Regions from separate parts of the Sus scrofa genome. Here region 2 is linked to region 1. Evidence: chromatin contacts called from public HiChIP or PLAC-seq data. All regions are on one chromosome and are shown on one strand. Each heading gives the region's core, a stretch centred on a gene start, on an enhancer-like site or on the middle of the called end of the contact. The rest is flanking DNA. Distances are from core to core; before and after follow the strand shown.

The links. HiChIP or PLAC-seq counts read pairs in DNA pulled down with a chosen protein or histone mark.
Region 2: an H3K27ac HiChIP or PLAC-seq map of alveolar macrophages shows a contact between it and region 1, with 9 times the contacts expected there. The contact joins two enhancer-like sites. A contact is called at or near these places in 1 of 5 promoter capture datasets (liver), 14 of 47 Hi-C or Micro-C datasets (alveolar macrophages, blood, epiblast stem cells and 7 more) and 2 of 2 datasets of contacts at active chromatin or transcription factors (alveolar macrophages and skeletal muscle).

Annotation. Positions count from the first base shown.
Region 1 is chr14:28,819,427-28,825,704 of Sscrofa11.1, reverse strand. RFLNA (refilin-A) reads left to right here. Exons shown (of 4, transcript XM_021072253.1): 4 at 544-2,134. The coding sequence ends at 877. Among named protein-coding and RNA genes, the nearest start is that of RFLNA, 19 kb to the left of the region's middle. Within about 2 kb of position 3,889, at least 4 of the 83 cell types and tissues checked have an H3K27ac peak or open chromatin away from gene starts, as enhancers often do. A contact at or near this core is called in alveolar macrophages, where this site is marked.
Region 2 is chr14:28,933,457-28,939,140 of Sscrofa11.1, reverse strand. All of the region lies in intron 2 of LOC110256597 (a long non-coding RNA gene), which reads right to left. Among named protein-coding and RNA genes, the nearest start is that of RFLNA, 95 kb to the right of the region's middle. Within about 2 kb of position 3,495, at least 3 of the 83 cell types and tissues checked have an H3K27ac peak or open chromatin away from gene starts, as enhancers often do. A contact at or near this core is called in alveolar macrophages, where this site is marked.

The sequences.
Region 1 (6,278 bases), core at 2,640-5,139:
GGGTACGACCCTAAAAAACAAAAACAAAAACAACAACAACAAAAAAGAATACAAGGGACCTCCCATAAAATAGATTCATTGGTTCTTCTCGTCTTGCCCTGTTGGCTTGAATATTTGCTCGCGATCTCATTCTCCAGACACGAAACATTTTTTTCTGAACCATTTGGGATGTTGGTGACACGCTGACCTTGAACCCTGAAATACTCCAGCTGGTGTCCTTCCTAAGAACAGGGACATCCTCTCCCATAATGACAGTCCACTTGCCAAAACTGGGACAGCTAAAGTGCAAACACCACCACTGCCCAGTCAGATTCCACCCATGGCCCCCAAATGTCCTTTTAGGGCCTATTTTTATGCCAGTTCAGGATCCAGCCAGGGTCACGAGTGGCACTTAGTCATCATGCCTCTTGAGTCTCCTCCAGGCCGGCTCGGTCCCTCAGCCCTTCTTTGTCCTTTTGACCTTGGCATTTCCGAAGAGCCTGGGCGGTCCATGTTGTTCACGTGGGGGTCCTGGGCTCACCCGCATCCTCCCGCCCTCCTCAGCTGCAACTCGGAGGTCAAGTATGCCTCAGAGAAGCACTTCCGGGACAAGGTCTTCTATGCTCCGGTGCCCACGGTCACCGCCTACAGCGAGACGATCGTGGCAGCGCCCAACTGCACTTGGCGCAGCTACCGCAGCCAGCTGACCCTGGAGCCCCGGCCCCGCGCGCTGCACTTCCGCAGCACCACCATCATCTTCCCCAAGCACGCCAGCAGCTCCTTCCGCACCACCCTGCACCTCAGCCTGGGCCGGCCCCGCCGCTGGTTCACGGCCAGCGTGCAGCTGCAGCTGTGCCAGTGCCCTGGACCCAGCCTCCTGGGCCCTGCCGCGCTCTGATGGGTGGCCAGCCCTGCTGCCGGAGGACGGACTCTGCAATCACGATCGGTGGGCCGGAAGCTGGGGCCGGAGGGAGGTGGGAGGCCTGGCCGACTGCCTGGCCCGCTCCCCCGGCAGCATCCTGTCTGGTCTGCATGGCCAACTAATCAACACAACTATCTTATTAGCACCTACACAGCATGAGGCAGCGGGGGCCTGGCTGCTGGCCCACGAGGAGCACCTGGTGGGTAGGCAGTGGCTGTCCCGATGGGCAGGGAGAGGAGACATGGGCAGGGAGAGAAGGAGACGTGTGTCCTTGGCTGCCCTTGAAGCGGGGGACACCCTGAGTGCTGGCAGGAGGGAGGTGTCCCAGCCTTGGCTGGAGGTGGGTGCTCTTTAGCACCTGGGCCCCCCACCCCGCTGCCCCAGCTCCCAGGCTGCATGTGAGGGCAGAGGGGTGTCATCCAGGCACCACCACATGCTCCTGGAGAGGGCTGTTTCCGGAGCCGGACTTTGAACTGTGTGCAGCTGAACACCCAGAGCCGTGGCTTGGCAGCCTCTGTCGGACAGTGGACACTGATGCCGTGGCTAGTGTTGGAAGCGTGGGGAGCAGCCTGGGATGGACCAGCCTGAGCTGCCCAGGGCCTGAGCCCCAGTGTGCGGGATGAAGGGCAGAGCTGTCTGCACTGAGGCCTTTGAGCATTGTGTCCAGAGCCTCATCCCTGTTCGCCAGAGCGCTCGAGCCAGGTGCCCAGGGAGGCATGGAAGGGCTCAGAAATGACCACAGCCCCTACGCCAAGATCCCCAGCAGCTGACAGCTTAAAGAGATTCCGTGGGGGGGGGGGCACCCTCACTCAGGCCTCCTGCCCCTCCTGTGATGACTCTTCCAGGACCAGTGCTGCTGGGCGCCCCTTACACATGCAGGTCGGGAGAGGGAGAGGATAAGCCAGGATGCTCGGGGCTGCCCAGGACGAATGCCCCAGAAGACCCTGATGTGGCCAAGGAGCTGCTGTCAGAGCTGAATGGATCCAGTGGATGGGGCCGCCCCCACCACTCCCCAGGCCGCCCCCTGCAATGTGGAGCAGAGGCTGGGGCTTTAGCTTCCTCGTCGGGGGCTGAGGGGTGACTCGGAGCTCACGTTCGGGGGAGGCAAAGTGACTGATATATTTTACGTATCTACGCAGACTGTGCTTGTTCTCTCCACAGAGATGCTTTCTGATTAACAAAGAAATAACTTAAGAATCAACTGATTATCTTAATAAAACATGCAAACCCAAAGAGGCTCCCTCTTCCTTGTTTCTGACACCCTCAGGGCCCACAAGGACAGGATTGGTTTTCACAGGCCCACGGTCCTTCCCCGCTGCGCACAGGACAGGGAGGCTCTGCAGGCTCAGAGCCCTGTGGCTGTCCCCCCATGTCAGGGGCACCACTTCCACCCAGGAGCTATGTTAAAAGTGCAGAGGCCCAGGCTCCAGGCTGGGACTTGTCTGGGGGACGATTTCAAGGAAGGTCCTGGGAATTGCATGTTTGATGCTCCCATGCTTTGCATTCTGCATGCTGGGCCTCGGTGGACCCCCCAACACCTGCCCTGTCCCTGGAGGAGGGCCCTGAGCTGCCTCCACTAAGCAGTGGCCTTGACCATGTTACAACATCTTCCCATCTTATCCTTGTCCTTGAGGGGCCTCTGGAACCCCAGACTGTGAGCGCAATGAGGGAGACATTAAGCAGCCTTGGAACATGTTCTTGAGAGAGGGGATTCTATGCAAACATGCATGCCTGGGGGGTACATCGCTGGCACCAGGAAGATTCAACTTTGCTTTCCAGTCACAACTCTAATCTGTCCACTTTGAAGGAAACATGGGCGGGGCTTCCCAACACGTGCAGTTATGGTGCCAGTGAATCCTCGACCTTGGCGGTGCCCCTGGGGTCCTTCTGCAAGAAGCCACCTCTGAGGCACACAAGCAGCTGATGGCCTCCAGCTATAGTGTTCCAGCTGCAGCCAGGCCCTTCCCGGTGCCCAGCCGGTGGGAGCTAGATGGGATGGGACCCCTTCCATGGGTCTTGGCTCTTGGTTGACCAAGACTTAGTCCCTGCTGGGTCCTGCTTCTGGTCCCTTTGTCTTTGCCGGTGTCACCCCTGATGGGCCTCATGCTCTCTGAACTCCATCTCAGTGTCTCCTTGGGGACCAGGTAGCATGCATGCCTCTGAGAAGCGAGCAAGGTCATTCTCTTGCACTTGGAATATTTCCAAGGGTCTTTTGGCTGCCAAAGGTTTTCTCCTTCCCTGGGGATGTTGGAACCCCAGCCTGCCTCTTGTACGCAGGGGGCTCCATGAGGCCCAGCCAGGGAGGAAGAGGAAGTTGGTGGGGCGCACGGGCTGTGGGCCCCCAAGCGCACCCCGGTTTTCCTCAGACCCCGGCAGAAAGAGGTGCTACTTTCCTCTAAATCCTGCCCCAGCCCTTTGGGAGTTCTAACCCCCAAATAAAGACTGGAGGCCAGTGTGCCCCGCTGCCCAGGCTCAGGATGCTGCCTGCAAAAGGTCCTTCCATCGACTGCCCTCCTCCCAGCCCCCCTTCCCGATCCCGATGCATCAGGCAAGCCCCCAGAGGGGCAGATGTCCCTCTCTAAGGCCCCTGGGAGGGGAAGGGCACGGCGCTGGAAAGAGCCTGTCCCTAATTTCTCTAAGCATCTGCAAAACGGGCACAGGGTCTCACCTCCCTGGTGGCTGGGACCGTAAAGCTTCTGCTGCAATTGAATTGAGCAGGGACCCTGGTGGGGGCAGCTCAGGGCGTCGTCCGTCTCTCGCAGGGGCAGGAACACTTCCCACGCTCAAGGGCTGGCTCTGGCCCACAAACACTCGTCCCGACTCCCTTCGCCTCCGCCTCTTCTGCTGTCACCCCTGCCAATCGCAGGCCTCACATCCAACCTGGAAGCCTCCCCTCCCCCATCCCCAACAGATACTCCGTCCACTGTCCCGTCTCCTCTCCCCAGAGTAGCCACAAGAACAGCAGCCGTGGCGGCTGATGCGTACACAGAGCACTCACTGCCTGCAGACGGCCCGGCCCCGCTGTCAGCATCTTACGCATTTAATCTTCCCAATGACTGTGAGGTGGCTGGTGACAAATTCTAACGAGGAAGCAGGATCTGGCTGAAATCCAGAGGCGGTGGGGTGGAAGGCAGCTTGCCACATGGCCAACACAGCTCAACCCTCGTAGCTTCCTGGAGAATCCTTGAAAACAAACCCATTTCTTTTTTGAGTCGTACCTGCAGCACATGTTACTTCCCAGGATAAGGGTCAAACTGGAGCTGCTGCTGCCGACCTACACCACAGCCATAGCAATGCGGGATCCTTAACCTACTGAGTGAGGCCAGGGATCGAACGCTCATCTTCATGGATACTAGCTGGGTGTGTAACACACTGAGCCACAACAGGAACTCCCAAACCGATTTCTTTTGAGGCCTCTTCTTAGCCTTCCTAGGGCCGAAAGCCCAGGGAGCCCTCCCACCAGCTGCCCGTGATCAAATCAGTTTACTCACGTTAACAAGCAGATAGGCTTCACCGGATCAGCTGAAGCTTCTCCTCCTCCCTCCTAGCCTAGCGAACACATTCTTGTCTTCCCTCCTTGCCTTGTCCCACTTGTGACTCGTGCACAGGCGAGTAAACCATGTCTTGGCCGAATTAAACATCCTCTCTCTGAGGCACTCCTCACAGCTGTATCACGGTCCCATTTTACAGATGGGGAAACGGAGGCACAGAGGGTTCAAATGACTTGGCCAGGGTCACGTGGCCATTAAGTGGCAGCTGGCTCCACAGTGACCCCTCACTCGCACGTCATAGGGCCCCTCACCTGCCCCATAAGTGGTCTGGCCTCGACCCCATCCCAGGGGCAAGGGGGCTCTGTCTTGGCCTTCTCTACTGTGCCAGCTCCCCATACTGGCCCCGCACTGGTCTCCTAGCCTGTTTCTCCCTCAATCCATCCAGCGATCTTGCAAGCCAACAAGCCCCCAACTTCATAAAACCAGCAAATTACCTTACTGGGCGTTATTTGTTCCCTCTCAGAAATCCTGTCCTCCCGCCCCCCCCCCCCCCCCCCGCCGGTGTCCTCCTCCAACCTCTGCCCATACAGGTTTCTTCCACTCGGTCCATCCTTTCTTTAAGAACCACCACCTCCAAGAAGCCACCCTGATTACTCCAGTTCAGTTGTCACAGTGTCTGTGTCACCTGGTCCCAGAAGCCAACCCTAGTGTCTTGGGGACCTGCTGGCCAGATGCAAGTGAAGTGGCCAGGGTCTAGCTCCAACCTGGGGCATCACCCCCACCACCATAGTGAGCGCTGCAAGTCACTGGCATCACAAGCACCTGGGCTGCTAGATGAAAACCGATTCCCAGGCCCCGCCCTGGACCTACCAAATCATGCATATCCTCTAGGCAGAGCCCAGGAATCTGCATTTTGACCAACTTCACACCATCCTAAGCCAACAGCTGTTGTGCACTTCACAAATCACGTTCTATTTTCCTACTGAATCTGATTCTCATGGTGTCAGTTCAGCTCAACGTGGTGGCCAGAGGGTTCAGTCAACAACAGGGTTGGGAAGAGGAAGACAAGAGCTTTGCTCTTGAGAAGTTCTGTCCAGTAGTTTGTGGTGTGTCAGTAAATACCCAGAGAAGAGAGGAGCTGAGAAGGGATGAACCCTTTGGGGGCTGAGAGGTCTCCTTACACCCTGCGAACATCCTTGTATGGGGGCTGTGCCGCTAACCCTCAGCAAAGACAGAAGTGCCAAGTGGTACCAATTCTGAGGCCATGGAGACAGGGGGCTGGCAGAAATGACCATGTGGGCCGACACTTGTACCCCACCCCCACATCACTCTGGCCTCACTACAGCTGACCACCCTTGGTGGCTGTTGTGGCCAGCACACCCGACCCATCCTGGATTCTAGGTGGGGGCTGGCCTGCACCCTGGATGGAGGGAGGCCCCACCCAGGATAAAACCCTTTGCTGGCCCAACACTGCCACCTGCCTGCCAGCATCAGTAGTGCAGCCCAGGGGCCAGGCTGAGCCTCCTGGGCCTCCAAAGCCTGCTGATTGTTTTTGCCTCATGGCACAGGCTCACAGGGTAAACTGAGAGCTAGGGAGGCTGGGCAGAGTCCCTGAGGATGCAGACCCCCCACCCTCACCCCTCAGGCTCACAGCCTGGGGTGTGAACATCTGATACTTTCCTCATGGGTGTGAAAATCATTACTCTTACCGTGGGTTGTAATTATTCACTGTTGGCACGGTGACATCCTCACCGTGGGTGTGAACATTTGCCTGCAAAGGGGACCAGCCCGGCAAGTCAGGGGATGTGCCTGTGTCCCCTGCAGGGTTACATTCCCACCGGTCCCCACCGCCCCAGTCCCCTGCCCCCCTGGGTTGTCTGGTCCAA
Region 2 (5,684 bases), core at 2,246-4,745, 110 kb before region 1:
GCCTTCGCACAACTATGCTTGTATAGGATAGAATTTCAGTATGTGTGGGGTCAGTTTGAAAACTGGTGTGGAAAGTTGGGTGGAGAATTTCCACTTGGCTCAGTGTGGCAGGTGTGATGTTTCAACTCCAGACAGAGATCTGAAGCTCAGTGATTAGATTTTTTGAACTGCCTACTTTTCTTCTGACTTCTTTCATCTCCTTTCTCCAAAATCCATCCACCTCATTAAACCCAGGTGGCTCAGGGAGAAAGCGTCACTTAGTTCAGACACCCATGCATTCACATCCTACCCCTATTGCTTATTAGCTGTGTGACTTCGAGCCAGTTACTTAACCTCTCTGATCTTCTGAGTTCTAATTTGTAGAAGATGAAAACCGGTGGGAAAGTGCTGATTGGTGCTCCTAGGACATGGAAGGTGACCAGTGAGTGTCCTGTTGGGAGTTATTTCCCTTAATCAGCAGCGTCTCAATAGAGTTGAGTCATGTGATCCAGGGAAGTGAGTTCTGTTAGAAATACTGGGAATGTGTGTTTCTATCCTGGCTTTCATGCTAAATGGAGACATATTCTTGGATAAGCCATAACCTCTCTAGGCTTCAGTTTTTCCATCTGTAAAACGAGCATAAACCTGTCATTCTGACTGTCCTATTCAGCTCAGGCTGCTATAACAAAATCCCACAGACTGGGTGATTTCAACAACAGACATTTGTCTCTCAGTTCTGGAGGCTGGAAGTCCAGCATCAAAGCACTGGCAGATTCTGTGTCTGGTGAGGACCGGTTTCTGGGCTTGTAGACAGCTACTCTCTCACTGTGTGTTCATATAGCCTACACTTGAGGGCAGCGGGGAGAGAGAGCGACAGAGACAGAGATGGATTTCTCTCTTATTCTCTTGTAAGGCCACTAATCACACATGGGGGCCCAACCCTCATCTAACCCTAATAACTTCTCCAAGGCCCTGCCTCCAGATACATCACACTGGGAGTTAGGACTTTAACATACAAATTTTTTTTTTTTTTTTTTTTGTGGGGGAACACAAACATTCAGTTCCTAATGCTCACCTCATAAGGGGCTACAAGAAAACAAGGCAATGACTTTTGGAAAATAGAGTAAAATAAAAAATCCACAGCCGAAAACAAAGAAAAGCATTGGCTTCCTAAAGCAATCTGAATATGCACACATTATAAATTCTCTAAAGACGTTCATTTTTGCTGGAATGGAAATGAGATATGTTGCTTTTCATTGTCAATCAAAATATCCATCATTAGTGATGCACACCCACTGAGCAACCCGAAGCAGGGAGGGGGGCTGCACCAGCCCCTCAGGGCATGTGAAGGGCATCTACAGGCCCTGCCTCAGCCTCTGCAGCCAGGCTCCCTTGGCACAACACTTAGAGCTCCCTTCTGCAGAGATACACGTTCACCAGGGGGCCTGGGCTGGGAGCTTGATTAAGGAGGAGAAAAAGTGTTCAATTGACTGGCTCAGAGGCAGTTTCTCACTTCAGCTGGTCCTAGAGAAGCATGCACCAGAGTGACCAGCTCCCATGAGAAGGTGTACCCCCGGAGGTCACCAGAGTGGACCTGGCCTGATCGGCTGGCCCTGAAAAATCCTCCAGCACGAAACAGGAAAGGGAAAGAGGAAACAAACCCGACCCAGCGATGGGGCCACGCTAAGCCAAGATGGTCCTGGCTGGGGAGGGCGCCACCAAGATGTACGGAACAAACGACAAGCTTGCAGTTGCCGCCAAGCTGTCATGGGTGTGAGCATTCTGTCCTTCTGGTGACTGTGAGAGCCACTCAAGGGACATCCTTGGGATTTTATGCATATGGATTATGGATGGGGTGGGGGGTGGTTTGGGGGCTTCTGTTTGAGTTTTTTTTTTTTTTTTTTTTAAATGGAACAAAAAATGCCACTAGCCTTGCCTGCGAAGCCATCAGAAGTTGGTTATGCTGGCAGGAATGGGATCCCAGAATAGGAACCAGCTGGAGATTCATATGGAGAAAAACAAAGGTCCTGGTGACTTATTTTTTTCTTCTAGTATGTTAGCACAACAAACAAACAAAAGGGGGGAAATGCTTCAATACACTATTGAGAGACAAAAACTAAAAGGCGTGTAGAGTCAAAGGGACCGGTTTGCTTTCTTCGCTCCTGCAGAATTAGAAAGAATTGCAACAGTCATGACAACGAGGAATAACTGGCTCCTGTCCATCCATCTCAAGGGGAAAAGCATAAATAGCGCCATCAGGCAAGATGGCAGGGCCAAGCAGAAAGGCAGTGGGTGGGTTCCATCGTTGCATGGATCACCTCAATGACTTAGGGCTTTTTCTGACCACGGAGAGGGGAGCCACCCCCAGCTGCATTCTAGGGGCTACCAGAGACATTTTACACTCCATTCCTCCCTGGGCACCTCCCTTCCCTGCCCAGTTGGGCACATGAATCCCCAGCAGGGAACCTGGCCCCAGGCAGTAGTAGACGGATGGTGGTCATCGGTTTCTGGGACTTCAAGTTAGAAGAAAGGAAGGGTGAAGACAGGAATAGTGGTGGGAATGCTACCCTTGGGGGCGTGTGGATTTTTTATGCACTCTATCTGGCATTGGAAGGACTTCAGACTGTTTCAAATTATCTATGAATAAATTTCCCTTTGGATCGTCAGGCAACCAGGCAGAAGTGGAAGATGCCTCCTCAGCCAGCAGAGCCCCTCCAGGAAAATCGCTGCCAGACGTGGGGAATTTGGCTCCAGTTTGGGTCTTAACAGCCAAGGCTCGGGCTTAAGGATCTGAAATGAGGGTTCTAATAGCAACCAGGTGGACTGAGAGGGGGACCAAAAAGCCAGAGCCCACCGAAGGCCAGACCTGAGCCGACATCTGATCCAAGGAAAGCACCAGAAAAAAAAAAAATCCTAATATTGGATGAAACCATCCTGCAATAGGAAAGATGGGGAAGCTCACCCCTAAGGAGAAAAACACATATTTAAAAAAGATTTACTGCAGGAAACGGAAGTGAATTGTAGAAAGCCTTTATGTTGGGTTCACAATATAAGCCAAGGCAATGTGATCCTAAAATGAGGTAAACATGAGATGATAAATGTCATTGGATTGTAAGGAAAGGGAGCGGGCAGAGATGAGGCAGAAAGAGTAAAGGAGGCAGGTGTGCCTAGAAAGATCCTGAGGGAACTAAAAATATACCCAAAGAATGGACATTGACACTGGAAGCAGCAGAAAACAGAATAGAAAGAGTAGAACTTTGAATCAGTGATGTGCAGGAATATGGCAGAATCTGGTGGTTGTTGGCCAAGAGCCATACTCTCCACCTCTTCCATGTGAACAGAACCTATATTACCTTCTCTCTCCTGAGCCCTGTGTGCTTTGGGGGGAAGGGGGGCAGGCCCTGGCCCCTCCAAGCCCCAGGAGGTGACTCTTGGTTGGTCTAAGCCAACCACCAGGGTGTCATTCCCCCTCATCAATGATTGTCTTAAGCTTGGTCATGGATGCCCAGCTGGCCAGTGACTCATGAGGTGGCCTCTGTGGGGGACTATTGGGGAGAGTCCCCTTATTCTTACTAAAGAGTCCCATGGGAAGGCCTGCCCCGCTCTTCTGCTGGACAGTCCCTGTTCTGCATGTGATGCCTAGAACTACACCCTCCATCCATCCACCAAAGATGGTGGAGAAGGGAAGGACCTGGTCTGAGCTGCTGTGTCACCGAATTAGCTAATCCTGAAATGGTCTACCTCTGACCTTCTTGTTCAGAGATCACAGAGGCCCTGATTGTTTGAGTCACTGGTAAGGGGATTTCCTATTCCCTGTCACTAAAAACACCTACGTAGGATAAGTTTGGGGCTCTCCCCTAAGCGCCAGGAGGAAAGGATACATGCGGAGAAGGTGAGACGGATGAATGACAGAAAAGTGAGTCAAGTAATGAGTGATGGATGGTCCTGAGGAAGAAACCAGAGCAAAACCCAGAACAACTCAACCAAAGCTGAGAAGAGATCCTGATCTGCAAACTGAAGACGGCGCCCTGCCTTGGGTCAGCGCCTCAGACAGATCCATAAGCAGAAGACAGTGACACACTGGGAAAAGGACAAAGGACACGGACAGAAGCCACAGGAAAATGTTGTTCAGATGGCCCAGGTACTTGTGAAAAGATTCTTGGCCTCCTCTGAAGGAAGAGACAGGTGAATGGGAACCATTAGGTTGGTAGAGACCGGACGTGAGAGAGCATCCTGTGGGCAGGGTGAGGCAGCGGGGATGTTCCTGTGCTGCTGGTGGGAAAGCCAGGGGCTTCACCCACACGGGGGAGGCTGGGTGTTAACATTTGTCAACATGGCCAACGTACGCCTGCCTCCTAGAACTTATCCCACAGAGACATGCATGATGATGGATAAGACTGCACAGGCAACTTATCCCTAAAAGCAGGACATTGGCAACAACCTCAAGTCCATTCGTAAAGGGCTGGTTCCATAAATTACACTCCATTAAAAAGCAGAAAACTTTCTATGTACTGGTGTGGCTAGATTTCCCAGATACGGTGTTATATTTAAAAAGCAGGATGTGGAGTTCCCACTGTGACGCAATGGGATCGGTGGTGTCTTGGGAGCACTGGGATGCAGGTTTGATCCCTGGGCCTAGCACAGTGGGTTAAGGATCTGGTATTGCCACAACTGTGGCTTAGGTTGCAACTGCCACTCAGATCCGATCCCTGGGCCAGGAATTCCATATGCTGTGGGGCAGTCGAAACAGAAAAAAAAAAAAGAAAAAGAAAAAGCGTGATGTGAATAGCATACTGCTATTTATGTAAAAGGTGGAAAAAAAGGAATACACCCACACACACATGCCCCCTCCACATACACGTATTAGTATTTGTTTGTTGTTAGGGATTGAATTGTACCCCCTTCCCATTCATATGTTGAAGCCCTAACCCCCTAAGGTGACTGTATTGGGAGAAACGGTCTTTAAGGAGGTAAATTTAAAGCAGATCATGAGAGTGGGGCCCAAACCATTATGACTGGTATCCTTATAAGAAAAGGAAACCCCCAGGGATGCACATGCCCAAAGGCCATGAGAAGACAGTGAGAAGACAGCTGTCTCCAAGCCAAGGAGAGAGGCCTCAGGAAAAACAAACCCTGCCCATGCCTTAGTCTCAGACGTTAGCCTCCTGAATTGTAAGAGAGTACATTTCTGTTGTTCAAGCCCCCCATTCTGTGACATTTTATTATGGCAACCCTAGAGACTTGTATAAGCACAAAACATCTCTAAAAAAAGTAAAAAGGAGGCGTTCCTGCTGCGACACAGTGGGTTAATAATTGGCTCCTCTCTGTGGCATTGCCAATTCGATCCCTGACCTAGCGCAGTGGGTTACAGATCCAACATTGCTACAGCTGTGGCATAGGTCACAGATGTGGCTCAAATTCGATCCCTGGCCTGGGAAGTTTCCGTACACCGTGGGTGTGGCCAAAAATGGAAAAAAACTTAAAAAAAAAAAAGAAAGAAAGAAAGAAAAGAAGACGTTCCCATTGTGGCTCATCAGAAATGAATCCAACTAGTATCCATGAGGATGCAGGTTTGATCCCTGGCCTTGCTCAGTGGGTTAAGGATCCGTCTTTGCTGTGAGCTATGGTCTAGGTCACAGATGCAGCTTGGACTCCATGTTGCTGTGGCTGTGGTGTAGGCAGGCAGCTATAGCTCCGATTTGACC